Regions from separate parts of the Lactuca sativa genome. Here region 1 is linked to region 2. A link is a contact called in public Hi-C data. All regions are on one chromosome and are shown on one strand. Each heading gives the region's core, a stretch centred on a gene start, on an enhancer-like site or on the middle of the called end of the contact. The rest is flanking DNA. Distances are from core to core; before and after follow the strand shown.

Region 1 (6,521 bases), core at 116-2,615, 230 kb before region 2:
ATATTTTTTTTAATAAAACTTGACCTGAAAAGATATAATTATTTTCAGCGTACTATTAAATCCTTTTATCACAAGCATAATGTAAATACTGTATTTTTAAAATATAATCTGAAAAAAATATATTGCAATCTCGAAATGAAAGTAAAAATGAAACCATAAATACACAATACACCGTTTTTTTACATTTTTTCACTCCACGTACTTTATCAACCAAATAAATCAAATATATATTTAAATTTTAAATGACAGGTCATATTATGACACGTCATCCTCGTAGTTATCCAATTCTTATCTCACACGAGTGTTTTACACGTGGAAGTCTTAGGGTCCCACATAGCCGGCAACAAATACTTCCTCTTGTTCACGCCTTGCGCATTATAGCTAGCTTTCGTCTTTTTATCCGTTAAAACTGTTCCCGGGTACCCGGGAAAAGCACCCGACCCGAATATACCAGTACAAGCAGTAACCGCCTCCAATGGAGCAGTAGCCGGACCCTGGAAGTACCCGCCGTCAAACGGATTCGTCACCGTCCCCGCTAGAACCGCCGCCAGGTTGATTATCATGCCGTCGACGCCAACGTCGCCGTTGGGCGCCACCAACGATGGCATTTTTGGGCCAAACATCGGCTGAGCAAAAGGCCAGGCACATTGACCCGGACACTGAGTTGCCGAGTTACCCACCCACCCGTATGCGAAATTATGTCCTTTGTTCACCCGAGTAGTCCCGTGAGTCCCGCAGCGGTTCATGCAGAACCCCGCCACTCCGACGTCGGCCGCCGTGAGCACCAGGCTGATGACGTTAAAGCCTTTAGCTTTAGAAGCCAAAGAAATGAGATTGGATTCTTTAAGCAATTTCCCAAGGGAGTATTTTTCATCAACGAGTTGTTTCCCGACGTGTATGCTCCTTTTCCCGCCTTTGTATCTACGGGTGGTCTGCCACCATGAAGCGGCGGAAGGAGGTGGCGGGAGGTGGTTGTTGAGAGATTTGAGAAAGTCGATGATGATGGACTTCTGTGCGGGTGAAAATTTGCCGTACCAGAGGAGGTTAACGGTGATGTTGCCGTAGAGGACGGAGCCTTTGTGGTAAGTGAGGACTGTGGGTGGTGTTTGGACGACGGCGAGACGGCGGGGGATGGTGGCGGAGGATGGGTTGATTAGGGTTGAGATGATTATGAGAAACGAGGCTAAGAATGTGAAATTTGAAAGCAAAGTTGAAGCCATGGTGGTTGTTTTTGAATGAGAGAAAGGTATGAGAGGGAGTATTTATATTCATTATAATAGAAGGGATGTTTGTATTTTGTAAGTGGGACGCATGTTGAGAAAGAGGTATCCGCGTTGTTTTTAAGTTCTAACGCTTAGTTGATTAAATGTACACGGGAGGTTTTAGGGGATACATTTACTCTAGCTGCCTCTAGCTATGATGGAGTGTATTCTGTTTGATATTTATTTATTGCAATATTCAAATCGTTGATAGTTTAATTTTTGTTATTTAATTGGTTTAAAATTTTTTTGAACGATAAAATTAGGGTGTTTGGAAATCCAATCAAATTACTCAATATCTTTTTTGGTTTTTAAAATATAAATTTAAATAGTGGAAATTAAATTAAAATCCAAACTAAACAAATTACAATTCAACAGGCGGCTCAAGGTCTTAGACATTTAGAAAAAAAATACATAGATAACTTGAAATTAGTAAATTCATAAAATAAAGACACAATTTAATAAAGGGTCTTTTATGGTTAGTTAAAAATTACCACTTTGGTTCAAAAAAGTTTGGTCTAGCATCAGAGGCCTAAACTTTTTATTTTGTTGCGATTTTGATCCAATATGTTTTGAACTCCCTTATTAATTTCTTTTTCTATTTCTTTTATAATTTTATTGTATTTCTTATTTAAAATTAAATAAAAAAATATACAAGTCCATCCTACTCCACCCATATGCCTCTTGAAACACTAACATCATCATCATAATCTCTCTCTCTCTCTCTCTCCCTCTCATGACCATCGTTGTCTGTCGGACCACCACCGCACGTCAGCCTATCCTAGTCACCACCTGAGACTCCTTTTTTGCCAGACCACCAAAAACCACCTTCGGCAATGTAGATCTGAACCACTACCACCTACCGGTCTCTTCCTGGAACGTCATCACCGTTAGAAAACTCTTGGTCTCCGGTGGAACGCTACCACATATTGAAACCCTTATCATCGGTTCCATCCTGGAATGTCATCACCCTTAGAAAACCTTATCGGATGTTGAAACCCTTTGTACATCTGTCGATCTATCTCGAGGTGATGATGAAGTTAGGTGATGATGACACTACTAGAGAAGATGGATGGTGTTTACGAATCGATCTGCAAACCTCAATGATGGGCGGCGTGAATATGAGAAAAAGGGCAACATAGATCTGAAAATGTGGGCAACTCGAAGCTAGGGTGGCGAGCTATGATGTTACCGGAGACGATCTACAAACGACCGCCACTTTTTCGTCTTCTTGTTTACAGATCTGAGGTGGTTTTGTAACATTCAGTTTTAAGGTGCACGATTTCGAGCTTTATTCAATATTTGGGTGAAGTCATGATGTGAGCAATGCCCCTCACGTCGTTAGCCAAGGTTGACATGTCGACCCGCATTCCTTGAATCTCACGACATGAGCCCTTGTTGCTCACGACGTAAGAGTGGTTTGATGACCAAAACCCTAATTTTTCGGTATTTAATAGAATGAGAGGGCTAGAATTATCCGCCCTCGGCCTCCCTCACACTCTAAGGTGTTGTTTGGTTCGTAGACTGTTGCTGAAGGAACTGAAATTGGAATTGGAAAATGAATCTATAAGGAATTTGAATCCGATTCCAAATCTTGTTTGGTTGGCAGGAAATGGATCTTTACATACAAGTTAAAAAAGAAAATATAACTTACAAGCTATCACCTTCTTCACAGTGTTTATATATATATATATATATATATATATATATATATATATATATATATATATATATATATATATATATATATATATATTCTGATATCATGTACAACAATTCTTTTCACTTAAGAAAATGAAACCAAAACAAAATTTATGTTCTATCGATTTAGAAAAATGTTATTAGCAACCATACTTGATACAATGCATTAGATAAATAAGTGTGTATGATCAAGAACTCCTTAAATCAGTATTTAAACTATGATAAACTTGGAAGATTTACAAAAAGGGGTACTTCTGGTAAGGGTAAACATCATACTACTTTTTGTTATGTCAAATAATCCAATTATGCATATTAACCAATCAATTACGATCAAGAGCAAGAACAAAGTGAGAATTCGATCACTTCTCACTATCTCATTAGTAATTATGTAAGTATGGTTCAGATCCATTCGAAACCAAAAAAGACTCGATTCTTTACAACAAAAAGCATCTTGAAATCACATCCACTATAGATCAAGTTCAACTAAGAAAACTATTGAAGAGAAAGAAAAGGATTTTTTTTTTCAAATTTTTATATCATGATATTAGATAGGTCACAATAGCGATTGAAGAAAAAAACCCTCCAGCGATGTCACGGTAGCTCTGTTTGGGGTCGACTTCAAAAGGGGTTGTGTGGTTCGAATATATAAAAGAGATAGAGATAAAGGCATATATATTACCTGTAATGAAGCTCGTTGAACAACCCTGTGACGAAGTGGAGAAGACGCAATGGAGTGGTTGTCGGCTGAACGAGAATGAGATGATGTCTAGGTTTACTTGACGAAGTGTATGGCAATATTTAGTAAAGGAAAATCGTAATCTGCTACTTTTAATGTTATGAAGGAATTAATTCCATTACGATGGTGAAGGAATGAACTTTCCTTCATTTGAAGGAAAAATATTTCATTTAGGATTTCTTTTTCTTCACTTAAAGATGAACCAAACACACGAATTCAAGGGAATAGGAATCCTTTACCCTTTAATTCCACTCCATTCATACCAAACAAACAATCCCTAAACCTCCAGAAACCCTGATATCAATCATTCTTGAAGCCCTTAGTCATTTTTGGTGCATTTTCTAGCTTGAAGAAGGAGAAAAGAAGAGGATAGAAGTTCTCTAGTGGTGGAGTGGGCAAAGTATCATCATCATCATCATCATCATCATCATCATCATCATCATCATCATCATCATCATCATCATCATCTCTTCTTGTTGTTGGACCTTTGTAAGTATAAAAGGTTCAAATGTTATTGCAGATTATGGATAGATCTAGGATTTTTTTTCCATATTTCTTCATGTTAAGCATGATTAAGTGAAGTAAATCCATAGAGTTAGCAACTTTATGGATTCTAAGGGTTCCTTGATCATCATATTGTCAAAATATGGAAGTTGGTGAGGTATAAGAGCCAAGCATGAGAGTTTGATGTATATTGTCCACTTTTTGACCTAGAATGGGTTGGGTCATGCATGGTGCAAGCATACCCATAAAGCAAGCATTTTTATGGACCTTCGGGCCCCCCTTTAGCTTCTGGATAAGATGGATTCAATGGCTTAACGGAATAAGGACTTAAGACCTTGACTTTTAGCTCCATACTGAAGTCAAGATGTGAGATATAAGGTCTTACGACATGACAACGATAAACCTCGTAAATCGTTGAGCTCATGGAACTCACAACGTGGCTTTGTGATTCCTACATTGTGAGGTCCGTCTAGTAAGAATCCATGACTGAGTTGTCTAAGCATGGAGCGAATTGTTGGAATGACCTGGTGGACTCTCATGACGTGACCAAGGACTAGTCACAACGTGAAACCTGTAACGCTCATAGAAATCACAAGAAATTTATAGTTTTTAAAACCAACCAATCTCACAAATTTTTTACTGTCATAGTTTTCAAAACATGTTCAACATTAGAGTCTCCTAAAATCATAAGTTAAAAACATGAGGATGTGTACAGTCACACTTTCGCCTTCCCGCGATCATCCGAAGTAGCTGAAACATAACCCAAAACTGTAAGCCAACGCTTAGTGAGTTCCCTAGAAGTACCAACACATAACATAAGGATAATACAAAAACATGCGTATAAAGCCTTCAGCCTGACTGGAATGCCCCACCGGCCTACAGTCTATCTGGTACACTCACAGAACCTTCATCATGACTGGTACGCCTCACCGGGCTTTCAGCCTATCTAGAACGTTCTCCGAGCCTTCAGCCTGACTGGTAAGCCCCTCATGCTTGCAGTCTATTTGGGACGCCCTGGGTCTCTTGGCCTTCAGTCTATACTAGTTAGCCTCAACCCAACCACACATAAACCATGTCGCCATATACATAACATATAAGCATACATATAACTAGTCAATAAACAATCAAACAGATCTTACAAATCACTAAGCATAACATCATCCTATTTATCAGGATGAAAACATAACAGATCACTACAACATACCAACATAAGATAAACTAGGATCATAATCCAATGGGCTAGCCTTGACACCTTCGACCCGAAAGTACAGTGAGGAAAATGCACCTCACAAACTGAACAGAAGCTGATGAGGTCTCGACTAAGAATCTCATTTCTCTAACCGACACCTATTCCCACCAAATGACCAATTTCCATCAAAATCCTAAAATAACCAAAATACCCTCAAGATCAAACTTGGTCATAGTCAACTGGTCAAACCAACTAGGTCAACTGAATCAACCCAACCGAGTCAACCCAACCGAGTCAACTCAGCCAAGTCAACTCAGGGTGCGTATGTCGGGAATACTCTGGAGGTATGTTGAGCATACACGAAGCCTCGCAGGGTGACCACCATCGGCTTGGTTGACCTCGTAGTAGGGCGTACTACGAGTACTCAGGGCGTACCCTCGTAAAACCAAAAATTCCATTAAGAGCTTAATGGCTTAAGCTCTTACGTCCATACTTCAGATCCATGGCTAAAATACTCTTATGAGTCATAAAGTCTCCAACTTTATGACTTATCATGACCAATAAGTGCTTAACTCAAGGTCTTATTCCATTAAGACCTTCTAAATGATGCATGAAGCAAAACTAACCATTTGGAACCCATTTTATGACTTAAGACCCCTCCTAGAGTCTGAATGAAACATCCCAAAAATACGACCCGAAAATTTTTGTTTAAAATTTCTAAAAGTACTAAAATAATATCACAAAGATCATAAAACTGAGTATCACATGATAAAACCATACGTTGCGTATTTCAAAACCATAATAAAATACTGTGAGAAAACTGTGTCACAACTGTATCAAAAACATATCAAAGAAACTGAATCAACTCCCAGGACAAAAACTGAAGTTGTGGTGTGTGCGATGCCATCATCCCGAGCTCTTCCCTTTACTTGCGGAAGCACCTGAAACAAAAACTGAAACTGTAAGCACGAAGCTTAGTGAGCTCCCCCAAATTACCGCATACCATACAATACATATAAACACATACTGGGCCTTGCCCACTGCATCGGACCGAAGTCCGGAAACTGCATCGGACCAAAGTCCGGAACTAGCCAGGGCCTTGCCCTCTGCCTCGGACCGAAGTCCGGAACTA
Region 2 (6,148 bases), core at 2,697-5,196:
TACGTTGAGAATACTTGAGTACGAAATGGAGATCCATCAACAATAAGCACATAAATAAAAGTTCCAAGCATGAAGCAGCCTAGTGAAGAAATGATTATTCTTGATGTTACACAAGACACTCCCATCTTATGTCCCGTGGCATCCCTAAGTAAAATATACAAACGAAATTACAAGTTTAATATGAGGGTATTTTGGTCTTTTAATAAAATAGAAGAGTAAATTACACGAATGGTCCCTATGGTTTTTGGTAATTTGCACGTTTGGTCCCTAACTTATTTTTTAACTCGGAAGGTCCCTACTGTTTGTTTTTGTTGTGCGTTTGGTCCATGTCTTACCTAAAAAGACTATTTTGTCATTGATTTTTTTAATTTATTTAAATACACCCCTAACCCCACTTCCACCTCACCTTACCTTACCTACCCCATTTTATTTAAATAAATTAAAAAATCAAGGGCAAAAAGTCTTTTTAGGTAAGATAGGGACCAAGCGCGAAACAAAACAAACTGTAGAGACCTTCCAAGTTACAAAAATAGGTTAGGAACCAAACATGCAAATTATCTCAAAACCATAGGGACCATTCGTGTAATTTACTCAAAAAAGAATGAAAGGAATTGAATTCCTTTCAATATCGTATAGGAATGGTAAGATCTATGAAACATGGAATTTGAAGGATTTTAACGGAAATGAATTTTGTCCATTTAGCAACCAAACATATCATAGAATGGAATCTCAAATTCCAATTCCAATTAGATCCTTCGGGTCTGTTTGGTTAGATAGAATGATATAAAGAAAGGAATGTACAATTTAATGAATCTTTTTTTGATCTTGTTTGGTTGACATGTAGTAATAGAAAGAAATCGTATGAAATTTTTTTAGCATTAATCTCATAAAAGAGCTTATATTTTGTGTTTTTCGGATTAAACCTAAAATTTATTTTTTGTCTGAAAAATACCTTGTATTTTTTTCATATTTTCCTATTTGGCCCTTTTAGTTATTTTTTCCAAAAAAAAATTGTAAAATGTAAGGGTTTTTCGAGAAAAAACTAAAAAGTTGAGGGTTTTCTTTAGAAAAAAATACAAACTTGAGGGCTTTTATGGAAAAAATGAAAAATACAAGGAAATTTTTAGACAAAAAATAAATTTGATGTTTAATTGTAATGTTTTTTTTATGAGATTAACCATTTTTGATTATATGTAAATATAATATATAACTTTTAAAATATATATATATATATATATATATATATATATATATATATATATATATATATATAGAGAGAGAGAGAGAGAGAGAGAGAGAGAGAGAGAGAGATCTCGAGATTCAACCTCAGCCACGTATTTCACATCTGCCGCTCTAACCATTCGGTGTACCGGCGCAGCAGGTCTGGTGTAATCATAAATGATTACACAGTGTCACCCGTTCTTTTCTCCTCCGCCACCATCCCCACCACCGTAACCGCCACCGCCACCACCACTACCACCACCTCTGACACCAGTCGACCCCACCATTGTCACCTCCATTACTTATACCACCTCCACCTCTGTCACCACCACCTCTTTTGCGACTAATTGTAATAATCATTTATGATTACTCAATCTGTGAACAGACATATATGTATAATCATTTATGATTATGCATATACATATAAACATGTATAATCTTGTATGATTATACCTCTCTGCCATATAATCATTTATGATTAGGCATACATCGTTGCTGCTGGTACACTGGAGCATTACAGCAGCAAATGTGAAATATGTGGCTGGGGTTTAATCTCAAGATCTCTACTTTTTTTTTAATCTCAAGTGAACCGTCCTATATATATATATATATATATATATATATATATATATATATATATATATATATATATATATATATATATATATATATATATATATATATATATATATATATTTCTTAAGATTAAGAAAATCTAAAAAAAAAACAAAAAAAATAATAATAAACATAGTAAAGCTCGTTATATCTATTCTAAATACCAATGTGGGTGTCGCCTCTTTTGCCTTTTTCATTCCTTCTACTCTTTTTTATTTCCATTTTGAGTCCTCACTTGTTTGATTTTCAATTTATAGTTTTTGGCAATTTAAGTCCCTCTACTAGTTTTCTATTGCTATCATTCATATACTTTATAAAATGACATTTTACAACCCTCTACTTTTTAAAGTATAATTTTTATTTGGTAATTGAACATTGAAAAATATCAATTTCACCCCTTTCATTTTCTAAGTTTTTGTTTTATTGTCCGTAATAAAAACAATCTTATTTTCCTACAGTTACTACTCATTCGACTTTCTAAACTTTCTGCATTGATATAAAATAGAGGTGGTCAACGTTTCGACGTAAATTTAGAACTTTCGTTCGTTGATTTAAAAAAAAAAATACTTGTTTTTTTTGTATACATGTCGGTATAATTCGACTTTGTCTATGTTTATACTTTGTAAAATAGCATTTCAACCCTCTACTTTTTAAAATGTCATTTTCATCCCATTTTGAACTTTGAAAAATATCAATTTCACTATTTTATTTTCTAAAGTTTTGTTTTATCTCCTATAACATATACAATTTGATTACCATACAGTTACAACGCCTACGACTTTCTAAATTTGTGTATGCGTTGGTATGTATGTAATACAGTTTTTATTATATTTGTTTGGTATGGCGTTGACCCCTGACTTTTGTGGTTTGCCAACTTAACTCTTACTAAGTTCTATTCAACACCTAACAACATATTTTCTACTGCTTCTCAAATGCATTACTGTCGCCGCAACGCGCGATGGATAAAATCCTAGTTAAAACCTAAAAAGTTATAAGAAAAATAATGCCGACCTTTTTTCATGTTTTACCAACACAAAATATAATGGATCCTTTGAAGATTCTTCATGTGACAACTTGAATAACTGTATAACGATATATCCAGATGTAATAATGCTGCACAAGGAAAAATAATTTTATATCTTTTGAGTTTTGATATTTTGATATTTACAAATTTCAAAATGTATTTTTTAAAAGCAAGAAGATTACCTTCCAAACACAATTTCTAAAAGTATCAAAACAACTGCCCTCATCCAGCTTGCTTCCTTGTAAACAAACCAAATCTAAAGAATAGTAGAATACAAGTATAAAAATCACATATGAATTCAACAAGTAATCAAGTTAAGCATAAATGATTAAATTCCTTGTAGCTGATATGAATTTCTTACCCCTATAACAGCAACATTTATGTAAAAGTTTATGTACGCCACAAACAACCACCTTCAATTAAATAGGAAATTGTTTGGGATTTGATTATGGGTAAAATCATCCCTAATTAAACTTCAATCTTCAAACTCTCTAACATACATTTGATAATAAACTCATCAAATTTGAACGATTTGTGGATCCAAGCATCGATCCATCAACAACAGACCAATCGAAAAGTATTCTTTGTAAATTACAATTGATGCGACTTTCGTTTCAAAAACTTTATCCCTGAAAATTGGATTAATTTCGGAACAGACAGAGCAATCGATATAAATTATGATGTGATGAGTAAAAATTAGCAACAATGGAGCATTCTACATAAGTCTCAAATACCCAAATCACTCGGAAATTCCGTCTGTTCAAAATACAGATGATTAGATGAAACACTTCACATTTGTTTTCAATCGAAACACAAGGTATGGGGAAAACAGGCATCAGACTTCAACCAGTAATCTCGATACACAAATCTGTAATTTAAGCTTGTAACTTACCTTGCGCGAAGGTCTACGCAAGAAGCGAGGCCATCCATGGCGATTGCCCAAAGAAGCGTGGCGAACATCACACAAGCCAATAGGCTGAACAGCGTCTTCAATGCGGCTACCACCGACGCCGCCATTATTGCTCCGACGTCTGTGTGCCGGTGTGCCGGGGAAGCAGAGTCATTGACTTGATGTGATAACGACTTGCAATTAAATCCAAATAATTGTTAAGTTCGAAAATTTTATTTAGAGTAATTTACAGAGTTGTCCTTAAGCTTTACCAAAAGTTGCAATATTGATCCCTACTTTTGGTGTTTTCCCAAAGAAGTCACACACGCCCGTTTCATCCATTCTCGTTTCATCACATGTGCAAGCACATAAGGTATGAGTAAATTACACGAATGGTCCCTATGGTTTCGGGTAATTTGCATATTTTCATTATTTTGTTCCTAACTTATTTTTTTAAGACAAAATTGTAAAAATGGTCCGTGTGGCATGCATTTTTTTTTAGGTTTTAGTCCAAACCACGACTTTTTTGGCTTTGTGGTCCTTTTGGACTAATTTGTATGTGAAAATAGTCCCTCCGAAAATTGAAATGACTATAATACCATTGGGGTATTTAATTTTCATTTTTCTTTCATTTTTTAAAAATTTAATATTAATTTATTTATTTTACCAATTAAAAAATAAAAAAAATGACCCACCATCTCTCTCTCTCTCTCTCTCTCTCTCTCTCTATATATATATATATATATATATATATATATATATATATATATATATATATATATATATATATATATATATATATCGTTGTCTTTTTCCCTGCAATCTCTAAAATTAAAATACATACAAACTTCAATCTCACCATCGCATACTAACACCACCATAGCCTTCGTCACCATCAAATCTGACCACCACCAATATGACATCATCACAGTAACTTGTTTTTCGGTGGATCAAGAAATCATCCTTACTGATACTCAACTCAAATATATACATGAAAACTTTACATTTCAATTTAACCACAAATCAAAACCAAATCCTACAAAAAAAAATCAATGATGCATCTGGGTGGGTGGCGGAGGAAACGATTTACCTCCTTCCCGCATCTGGGACATTTGATTTACCTGAAACATCTGGGTTAAATCCCCCCAACTAGTTCCTCCTTCCTGAGAGCTCCGACGATTGGCAATATTGATCTTCTCTAGCAAGACGTCTTCATCGGTGGTACATAGAGAATATAGAAACATGATGTGTAAAGGGTATTGGGGTTTTGCAATGGTAGATAGTAGAAATAGGCCGAGTAAAATGTGGAGGTGGGAGCATTTTTCGTCGAGAGGAAAGGGTGAAGAGGCGATCTGTTGGTAGGGGGTAGATCCAACGACGATCTGATAGTAGAGTGGAGGTTTAGTTGTGGTAGATTGAGGTTCGGTGGATTTTCTACCGGAGGCAATGAAACAAGAAGAAGTGGAGTTATTTTGATTTCTGATCGGGTTTTGATCGATGATTTGTGGTGGCTGGAAGGAGGGACGGTGACCGGTGAGGAGCTGATATAAGTTTTGTTTTGAAGAAGTGGTCATGAAGAAGATGATACCATCTTGATTCAGAGAGAGAGAAAGAGAGAGAGAGAGAGAGAGAGAGAGAGAGAGAGAATGATTTTTTATTTTTTAATTATTAAAATAAATTAATTAATATTAAATTAAAAAAATGAAAGAAAAATGAAAAATAAATACCCCAAGGGTATTATAGTTATTTCAATTTTCGGAGGGACTATTTTCACATACAAACTAATCCAAAAGGACCACAAAGCCAAAAAAATCGTAGTTTGGATAAAAACCCCAAAAAACTGAATACCACGGGGACCATTTTGCAGTTTTGTTTTTTTTTAACTCGGAAAGTCTCTATAGTTTGTTTTTGTTGCACGTTTGGTCCCTATATTTTTTTAAAAAAAAATACTATTTTGCCCTTGATTTTTTTAAACTTATTTAAATAAGATGAGGTATGTAAGGTGAGATGAAGTGGGGTTGAGGGTATGCTTATTTAAATAAATTAAAAAATCATGTGCAAAATAGTCTTTTTAGATAAGACAAGGACCAAACGCACAACAAAAACAAATAGTAGGAACCTTCCGAATTAAAAAGTAAGTTAAGAACCAAACATGCAAATTACTCCAAACAATAAGGACCGTTCGTGTAATTTACTCTAAGGGTATTTTGATATTTATCCTTCTCTTTCGCTTATTAATTATCTATAACCAAATTTCAACTTTAATTATTGAGATTATCTTTTAATTACATCCCTATTTTATTGGATGTGAATTCACTAATGATATGAACCAAAGAGGGGATGAATTTTTTTTTGTTTTGTTTTCTATTTACTGATAGCAAAGTTTTATTAGACTACTT

The links. Hi-C and Micro-C count contacts between places; a contact is called where the count stands out from the background.
Region 1: a contact with region 2 is called in a Hi-C map of seed, with 4 times the contacts expected there. The contact joins the promoter of LOC111906685 here to the promoter of LOC111906684 in region 2. A contact is called at or near these places in 2 of 4 Hi-C or Micro-C datasets (leaf and seed).

The regions. Positions count from the first base shown.
Region 1 is chr9:108,178,364-108,184,884 of Lsat_Salinas_v11, reverse strand. LOC111906685 (protein EXORDIUM-like 2) reads right to left here and starts at 1,365. Exons shown (of 1, transcript XM_023902459.2): 1 at 137-1,365. The coding sequence starts at 1,220. The coding sequence ends at 294.
Region 2 is chr9:107,951,987-107,958,134 of Lsat_Salinas_v11, reverse strand. It overlaps LOC111906684, which reads right to left and starts at 3,946. Exons shown (of 9, transcript XM_052767308.1): 1 at 3,753-3,946; 2 at 3,222-3,351; 3 at 3,043-3,116; 4 at 2,848-2,949; 5 at 4-144. The coding sequence starts at 3,086.